Regions from separate parts of the Gossypium hirsutum genome. Here region 1 is linked to region 2. Evidence: chromatin contacts called from public Hi-C data. All regions are on one chromosome and are shown on one strand. Each heading gives the region's core, a stretch centred on a gene start, on an enhancer-like site or on the middle of the called end of the contact. The rest is flanking DNA. Distances are from core to core; before and after follow the strand shown.

Region 1 (4,422 bases), core at 1,900-4,399, 250 kb before region 2:
CCTTTTGGCTTGACGTTCTATTGTTTCAAATACTTAACATGTTGAAACTAATATCTGAACAGATTCAAACTTCTGAAATAATGGGTGTTTATCGCCGCATCGTTGGTAGGTTATATTGAAAAACCTGATTTGGTTTTTGGATAGAGAAGCTTTAGAATGAATGAAATAGAAAATCCTAAACTTAATTCCCATGCCACATTCTTTGCTTCTCTGTAGCTCCAAACTTAAAAATATTCTCAAAGGAGGCAGGGGACAACCAATCATGCATTATTGGTGCCAAGCTTCGATGTCATATTGAACAAAATTTATGATGCCCTTCCTTTTACCTGCATTTCTTCTTTCAAATTTCAATGGCAGGAACACTATGGTTTCACCCTTTGTTACTTGTCTTATCTTTCTGTTGTTCTTATTGTTCTAACCTTTTTTTTTTTTTTTGTTTTTGTTTTTGTTTTTATTTCATATCACAGATTTGTCCCATGTGTTTTCATCTGTTAGGAGGGACCTCAATTTTATTGATCATAACAATGACCTTGGGTGGAAAGAGTAGGCAAACCCTTCTCATAAGATTTATAGATCATTCTCCTGTTATTGTAATTAAATCTAATCATATTGGTTCGTTCTTTATGCAGAGATCAACGGTTTCGGCCTATTGTTGTTGACCCGGGGCTTTACCTAGCAAGGAGGACCAAAATTTTTTATGCTACAGAGAAACGGGCAATGCCTGATGCTTTTAAAATATTCACAGGCATAGTTTGCAATCCGTATCATTTTCATCCGTTACTTTTCATGAAATAAAAATCTATTTGTGACTGTTTTCTTCTACGGAGATGCTATCATTTACAGTTTGGCATTGGGTTGCAGGTTCGCCGTGGGTTGTGTTAAGCAGATCCTTTCTGGAATTTTGCATCTTTGGGTGGGATAATCTACCCCGGACACTTCTGATGTATTTCAACAATGTTATGTTATCTGAAGAAAGCTATTTTCATACTGTCATTTGCAATTCACCGGAGTTAAAGAACACTACTGTAAACAGTGATTTAAGATATATGATCTGGGACAATCCTCCAAAGATGGAACCCCACTTTCTCAACATTTCTGATTATGATCAAATGGCACAAAGTGGAGCGGCGTTTGCAAGAATGTTTAAAGAAGATGATCCTGTGTTGGACATGGTAGATGAAAAGATCCTCAAGCGCAAGCGAAACCAAGCTGCCCCAGGGGCATGGTGCACTGGCCGGAAGAGCTGGTGGAGTGATACTTGCTCACAGTGGGGTGATGTAAATGTCTTGAAACCCGGGCCTCAAGCAAAGAAGTTTGCAGAAACCATAACGAACCTTCTTGATGACTGGAATTCACAGTCGAATCAGTGCAGCTTAAGCAGGTGAATATTACATTACATAGACTCACTGCGTTGACCTTGGTTCAAAAGATAGATACATTCTTTTGCTCTGTATGTCTAGATACATTCTTTTGCTCTGTATGTCTATTTTTCTGGGGGGTTTCCTCTGAAACACGGTTGAGAGAGAAACAAGTGAATTCATTTGAGGTTTTGGTCCACAATGTTGGCTTCCATTATTTTAATGGTGAAAAGCCACCCAGAAGTCATTGTTAGGAGGACTTTCCTCTTTGAGCTGCCATTTGCATGCTGTTGTAAGGTCTACCCCCTCCTTTCATTTGGCTGGCTGTGTTAGAAAGACAAATTCTTTCATTAAAATCTCTTCTCTGCCTCTGTTATTCTTCTTCATACCAGTAATTGGACGACGGTAATTGGTGGAAAGAAGAGTGTAAACTAAAGAAATCAAGCTGAGAAAAGCCTATTCTTAAGCTTAGTTATGCTAATCACCTATTCCGAACATCATGAACGTTGAGTGGGAGAAATTTATTTCTCTGTATTTAAGCAAAATGTTGAAAGGGTTAGCAACAAATAGGGTGATTAAAGTCATTCGAGCATTGTTAAAAACTGCTAAAGATACTAGTACAATAACAACAAATTTCATAAAAGGAGGTCACTCGGGTTGCCATTTACAAATTAAAATTCAAAATTGTCAAAATGATATACATGCCCCTTTGTAAACTTCGGCAGTTTGTGTATGCATTTTCTTCCCTCCCAAACCGACATTTTTTTTCCCAATGCAAAGGCGATTAGTGTGTGCTGCCTTTTAACTAAAATTTTCACTTCCAAGATTAACATTGCTAGCTGCAACGAAGAGTCTCCCTCCCATAGTCTTTACTAAGTTTAAAACTTTTGAAGATTAACATAATTATCCTTGCAAGCATATGAAGAGACTCCCTTATTGTGTATCAAGTTAAAATTTGCTAATTACGGATTTGACTTCCTCTTATTGTGTATAAAGGACGAATGAAAAATTGAAACAAGAATAGTAGCAGAGAAGGGTCGCATTCAAAAGCAATTCTGACGTGAAGGCATCTAATGAAACAAGAAGGAAGTAATGATTCATGCAATAATTCAAACACAATGGCCGAAGATTTCTACTAATTTTCGAAATTATCAGAGAATAAATAGATATTTACTTCAATACATTTTAAAAGGTGAATGATTTTTTATGATGTCCCCAAAAAAAAAAAACACCCCAAAGCGTCATAACCCATTATGAAGCATTACGTTATTCCACAAACCATTATGCTTGTTCATTGAAATCATGCACCATCTCTAACTTCCTATCTTTAATGCCGAAATTTCCCTTATTCTTAAAGCCATCTCATTGTCTATTCTTTGCAAGCTTTTAACTCTACTTTTCTTCCAATTATCCTTCTCCCTCTCCTTCCTTTCGGTATCATGGCTATTAACATAGAAAAATCATTTAACAATATTGTCATGAGAGACATTGAAAACGAAATTGTACTGCACAGCTTTAACCCCAATGATATGATAGAATAAGAAGATTAGATTGTTATTTATAATAAAAAAAATTTGATATGGAAATACTGATAAGACCTATGGTCCATATGCTGACAATGGTCCGATTAATCAAAGACTTTTTTGAGGTTCATGAGCTTGATGATAATCTATTCATGTTCCTGTTCATATGTGGATCTTAACGTAAACCCTTGCTGAATTACCATCTTCTCCTTAAAAAATAGGAAAGCATCCTTAAAAAATAGGAAAGCATTAATATGATAACATTTGAATTCGAGGTAGAAATTCATAACATTCCTTTTCCACTACCGAAATAAGGAAAACCATCAATTGATTAGTGAGACTTATGTTTCAATGTTTCACTTTGAATCGTTTAGTTGAAAAGAGTTTATGAGACTTAAATTGCTTAAAACTCTATAGCTTTGATATACTTCAATTTGTACGTGTACACTTGGAGGTAGGGGTGGTCAAGTCATCTTCCCGAGTAATCAAAGTTGAGAATATCTACTCCTAATTGGATTTTAGCTTATGTGCTTTTTAGTTTCTCTTTGAGAATAAATTGCAAGTTAATGACTCTGTAATTTCTTTTGTCACAAACAGGTAGGAGGTGAGCCCTCAAACATGAAAATGAGTCTCCTTCGATTTCTGAATTTACTGTCAAAAACCCACAGAAAACCCATTGCTGCAGCTCTTTTCACACGATCACTCCCTACCTACTCAAAGCAATCCGTCGAACGTCGAATTTTCAATCGTAACTCACTTCCAGGCCATGAAACCTCATTTGGTTATTCCTCAACTCCTCATCATATCATCTATAGATCGATCCATGAGGATTTAACGCCGAAACATTTGTCTGTCGAACACTATGAAAAGAACCCTGCAGAACCCAAATTCGAACAAGACGCTACCAGAATTTGCACACTCCTCTCCACCCACTCTGGTTCTCATGCCGGTAAATTGCTCGAAGATGCTTCAATTGAAGTGTCTCCTTCACTTGTTGTAGAGGTTTTGAAGAGGCTAAGCAATGCGGGTGTCATTGCTTTGTCATTTTTTACATGGGCAGAGAAGCAAAAAGGGTTTAAATATAACACAGAAAGCTACAATGCTTTGATTGAAGCTTTGGGTAAGATTAAGCAGTTCAAATTAATATGGAGTTTGGTGAATGAAATGAAGAGTAGAAAATTACTGAATAAAGATACTTTTGCATTGATCTCAAGGCGGCACGCAAGAGCCCGGAAGGTTGAAGAGGCTATAGAGGCTTTTGAGAGGATGGAAGAGTTCGGTTTCAAGCTTGAAACATCGGATTTCAATAGATTGCTTGATACTCTGTGTAAGTCCAGACATGTTGAGAAAGCAAACAAAGTGTTTGATAAAATGAAAAAGAGAAGGTTTGTTCCCGATATAAAGTCTTACACGATTTTGTTGGAAGGGTGGGGAAAAGAACACAACTTGTTGAGGTTAGACGAGGTTTACCTAGAGATGAAATATGACGGTTTCGAGCCAGATGTTGTGACTTATGGTATTTTGATCAGTGCGTATTGTAA
Region 2 (4,986 bases), core at 26-2,525:
ATGAACAGCGTAAAACATGAATGATTCCTTACAAGAGAAAACAAAGACGAACAGTGAAGATTCTCTGCAATTAATAGTGAAGATTCTCTACAATAAACAGTGAAGATTCTCTACAATAAACGGTAAAGATTCTGTGCAATAAGTAGTGAAGATTTCCTGCAATGAACAGTGAAGATTCCCTACAATAACTAGTGAGGATTCTTTGTAAAAAAAAATTGTAATAAGAGAATATATTCTTTGTAAAAGTAATAGTCTGAAAAAGGAATAACTATAATAAATTCATTGTAAAGAAACATGAGCCCTCTATAAAAGGCTCTCATTTTGTAATGAAAGGCACAACTTAATACATAACTTCAAAGTTTCTTTGAAAATTTTCCAATTTCCAATTTATTTATCAAATTTAGTTTAAAAGTTTTCAGTTATATATATATGATATATCGTGTACATTTTGTTTAAAGAGATCAAATCTTAATGTTTGGAAAATTTATTGAGGTTTTTATTATCTAGATTGAAATCTTATCATATGCAATTGTGATGAATAGATTTTAAATCTCATTATATGTTTATGTTATGTATACATTTTATTCGGTTTCTTTTTAACTTTTCGTTCATAGGATTGGTTTGATAATAATAAAGCTTTTAAAAAGAATGCAATTTGTTTTGACTTGTATGACATAGTGGTTAAAAGTTTAGTTAGATAAACATTTTGCATGGAATCAAATTGTGTTATCCCTAGGGTATTCATAGTTTAGTTAAAACTAAATTAATCGATCAAACTGATCTAATTTAGTTAATCGGTCAGGGCCGAATTTAGTTTGGTCAGAGGTCAGCTAATAATTTTTTAAAATTTTGGTTATCAGTTAATTCAATTCAAAATCGGCTAATTAACTGTTAATCGAAATAAATAATATATATTATATATAATATATTTTTTGAACTACTTAAAGAAAAATGAACATTAGCAATGTATTTTTTTTATATGTTTTATACTTATTTTAATCAAAATACAAAAACATATAAATCTTAGTTAATTCTGTTAACTGACCGAATTAACCAAAATATTTCAGTTCAGTTAATTTATTTAAAAAAAAATTAATTCAATTAATAGTTAAAAAAATTTACATTTTGGATAATTCAATTAATAATCAAACTGATCGTTTGAACACCCTTAGTTCTATCATCTCCACTCCATATTGTATAAAAAAATGATAAATTTAATAATTTTAAATAAATAATAATCATTCCAAACATTTAGCATATTAATCAAGGGTGTTCATAAAGACGAGAGATGAATTCACGTATCATGCATGTGTAATTATTTAAAATGGGTATGTATGATGTGCGAGTTTGGAATCTATTTTATCAAAAATAAAGAAATAATAATAATTTGTTATTTCTCATACCATCTTACTCTGAGAGGTGAGAGTGCAGCTTTCGTTAATATTTTCGTCAATATCCTTGTCTTTGAAAGTTTTCTTTTATTACGCATCTCTTTCCAATCAGGACCCAACACCTGGCACTGTGAAATGATCGGCGGGGTGTCCTCCGCTCAAGAAGGCGACGCTTCTCCCGCGTTCTTGCTGCTGATGGAACTCATCCCACCAATTCCATTTTTAAGAAGGATTGCTCTCTTCAAACATTTGCTTGAGGAAATCAGAGATTTTGGTGGATCCTCTGCCTCTGCTTCTTTATGGTCTGCTGATCTGGCTGTCGCTCGCCAGGCAGATAAACGTCTGGTCTCCGTCGCCTCTGCCTGCAATTTCAATAATTCCTCCGTTAAGAGCCCATCTCCTATATATTCTTGCTAATTCTTTTTTTTTTAATGAGTATTATATAATTAGATTAATTGATTCTAAATTCTTATAAATGTTGATATGTTGCAATGCGTGTTATTTGACCATTTTAATACTAATAATAGATTTTGGATTTTACTGATGTTATGCGAAATTGATACATTTTTTCCCTTCTGGTTAGTTGCTTTGTCAATCTGATTAACCGTGACAGATAGTTCTATTTTTTTTTTTAAAAATACATTAATTTCACACCCCAGCACCCGAATCAGGAGCAAAATTTGTTAATCAATTGTTAGTATTTGTCTCGGTAAATGTAGCAAATCATAGTCAATTAACTACAATGGTGATCATGAGAAAGTGCAAGAAAATGAATATGTTTACTTTGATAGGGATTTTTTTTTTGTTGGAAGAGCAGCTGTTGCTGGAATTAATCGTGGTTATGCACATTTTTCTTAATATGTTTCGTTACAAATATGTCCCTGAAATATTCTATATCTTGAGCTAAGGATGGAGGTGCCAAAATATTGTCTCCAATTCCATTGCGTTACATGGAAGCTGGAGAAAGCTTTAGGGAACTCCCGTACCATCGGTATCAAATCTCTGAGGAGGTTCAAGAACAGGTTTAGCTCCAGAATGTAAATGTTTTTTGTTCCCTATATTAACATGCCTCTGACAACAATTTCTTTTTTCAGGTATCATTAGTAAAAGCTCAATTCAGAAGAGCAATAGAAAGATTTGGGTCTTTTAATTCGAGGAAAGTTTCTAATGTGTTGTCCCAGCCACTAGAAAAAACAATGTGGGAGTACCAAGGAAAAATTTCAGCAAAGCTTGATATCGTTTCGGAAAATTGTGATAGAACAAGTACATTACATGGTGCTGATCAGACAACTAAGATATTAGAGAGAGTTAATAGCTCTTCAACCTCTTCTTACGATTGCATATGAGATGAAATTGATTCCAAGGGGCTAGAAAATGTGGCTGCTGAAGGTCCTGAAGAAACAAGAAGCCTAATGCCCTAGTAATTCCAGATGATTTTCTATGCCCTATATCATTGGAACGAATGAGGGATCCGATGATTGTGTCTACGGGGCAGGTATAGTATGCCACCCAACTGTTTTCTAATCATCCTGCCTAGTGATTTTACATATGTATGACAGGTCTTACATACAGAGATGGATAGATTGTGGCAATGTAACATGTCCAAAAACTCAGCAGAAGTTGGCAAATCTAACTCTCGCCTAATTATGTTTTGAAAAGTCTAATAAATAAATGGTATGCTTAACATAAGATTGAACAACCAAGCAGAATAACAAATGGTAGGCTCAAAAATAGCAATGGCTCTTTCGATGATGTTAGAGATGACATGGCAGCAATCCAGGCTCTGGTCTGTAAATTATCGAGCTGGTGCATAGAGGAACATAGGGTGGTTATGGCTGAAATCCGTTCACTATCTAAAAGAAGCACGGATAACAGGATACTAACCGCAGATGCCGGAGCGATTCCTGTTCTGGTCAACCTTTTAACAACAGATGATGTGTCATTACAAGAACATGCAGTGACTTCTATTCTTAACCTTTCCATATTTGAAAACAAGTCTCCTATGATGCTTGCTGGTGCCATTCCTTCCATTGTCCAAGTCCTCTGAGCTGGAAGCATGGAAGCAAGAGAGAATGCAGCAGCAACCCTTTTCAGTTTGTCAATTGTAGATGAGAACAAAATAATAATAGGTGCATCTGGGGCGATACCAGCTCTGGTAGATTTGCTACAAAATGGGAGCACTAAAGGAAAGAAAGACGCTGCAACTTCTCTATTCAATCTATGCATTTATCAGGGGAACAAGGGCAGGGCAGTTAGAGCTGGAACTATAACAGCGCTACTGAAGATGCTTACAGATTCAACCAACAGCATGGTTGATGAGGCTCTTGCAATACTGTCAGTTCTTGCTAGCTCCCATTATGCAAAGGTTGCTATTGTAAAGGCTAGCATCATACTTGTTTTAATTGATCTTATAAGAACAGGTTCTCAGCACAAGAAAAAGAAAGCAACAGCCATTTTGCTTTGTTTGTGTAAAAGAGAACCTTATAGGTGAGCGTTCGATCAAATCGAGTGAAAAATTTCGAATTAATTTTTTAAATTAATTAAGTTGATGAGTCTTATTTATTATTCTAACTCGATTTAAAATTTTTTTCATCAAGCCGAGTAAAATGAAATTTGAGTTGAGTTGAATCAAGTGAAAAATTGTTCAAGTTAATCATATCAAATTAAAATCAAATCTTGTTATAGTAAAACTAGTTTCATGTTAGAGTACATCGATTTAAAACCATAAATATTTGAAAACTTTTTTAAAGCAAAATAAGAAAATAAAAAGATACTCTAGTATGACAAACTTGAATCATTAATTTACTTATATAAGTCCAAAACTATTAGTTGAGAAAAATTTTAAAAATTTTAACCTCTTTTTAATTATTCCTTAGAATTTTTAATTTTTATATTTTTTAAATATAAATTTTAGAATTTTTATAAATATTTTAAATTTTAAGAATTATTTTGAGTTTTTGATTTTTTTTTAATTTTTGTTGAGAGAGATCAAATTGCTCATTTTTAAAATTGACAGGACTAAACGAGCATTTACATCAATATGTTATTTTAGTTATTTGAATTGTAAAAGTTAACTCAATTCAAACTTGAATTACTTATTCAAATTGACTTGATTTGATTATTTCAGATTTTTTTTTATTTTCTCAAATTGAATTTTACTCACTCTTATTGGTGCCGTTATACTATTGACAGAGCTTCCCAAAAGTGGCACAAAGAGGCCAAATAGAAAGCTACATCATTATTGGAACATCTTAGCAAATTATAGCACCTCTAATCGTATTGGTTGTGTTGGTAATGCAAAGGGGGTAATCTCACATTGTTTGGAAAAAAAAAACTTCTAAGAGGGTTTAAATATAGTTTTGCTTCTTATCCTCATTGAGTAATTGGGGTTAAAGGTCCTACACATGTGTGCTGCCACCGGCTCAGTCTGTGTTAACATGTGTCTACGACACGTATCACAAGTGTTTTTTTTTTTTTGATAAAATTTTTGTATTTTTTTCAAAACAATTTTTTTTCCGTCTAGAAAATCCATTTTAGAAAATATATTTTTTTAACTTTTGTAGAAAATCTGAAAATATATTTTTTTATTATTGCA

What was found. A called contact is a pair of places that touch in the nucleus more often than the background predicts.
Region 1: a Hi-C map of anther shows a contact between it and region 2, with 2.2 times the contacts expected there. The contact joins the promoter of LOC107886440 here to the promoter of LOC121203286 in region 2. A contact is called at or near these places in 2 of 34 Hi-C or Micro-C datasets (anther and leaf).

The regions. Positions count from the first base shown.
Region 1 is chrA03:90,446,863-90,451,284 of Gossypium_hirsutum_v2.1, reverse strand. It overlaps LOC107886440 (pentatricopeptide repeat-containing protein At1g71060, mitochondrial), which reads left to right and starts at 3,149. Exons shown (of 3, transcript XM_041097323.1): 1 at 3,149-3,372; 2 at 3,479-4,422. The coding sequence starts at 3,500. It overlaps LOC107886439 (beta-glucuronosyltransferase GlcAT14A), which reads left to right. Exons shown (of 4, transcript XM_016810397.2): 2 at 468-543; 3 at 630-745; 4 at 862-1,714. The coding sequence ends at 1,385.
Region 2 is chrA03:90,197,638-90,202,623 of Gossypium_hirsutum_v2.1, reverse strand. It overlaps LOC121203286 (U-box domain-containing protein 11), which reads left to right and starts at 1,275. Exons shown (of 3, transcript XM_041097315.1): 1 at 1,275-1,775; 2 at 2,300-2,413; 3 at 2,486-3,949. The coding sequence starts at 1,308. The coding sequence ends at 2,737. It also overlaps the pseudogene LOC107887658.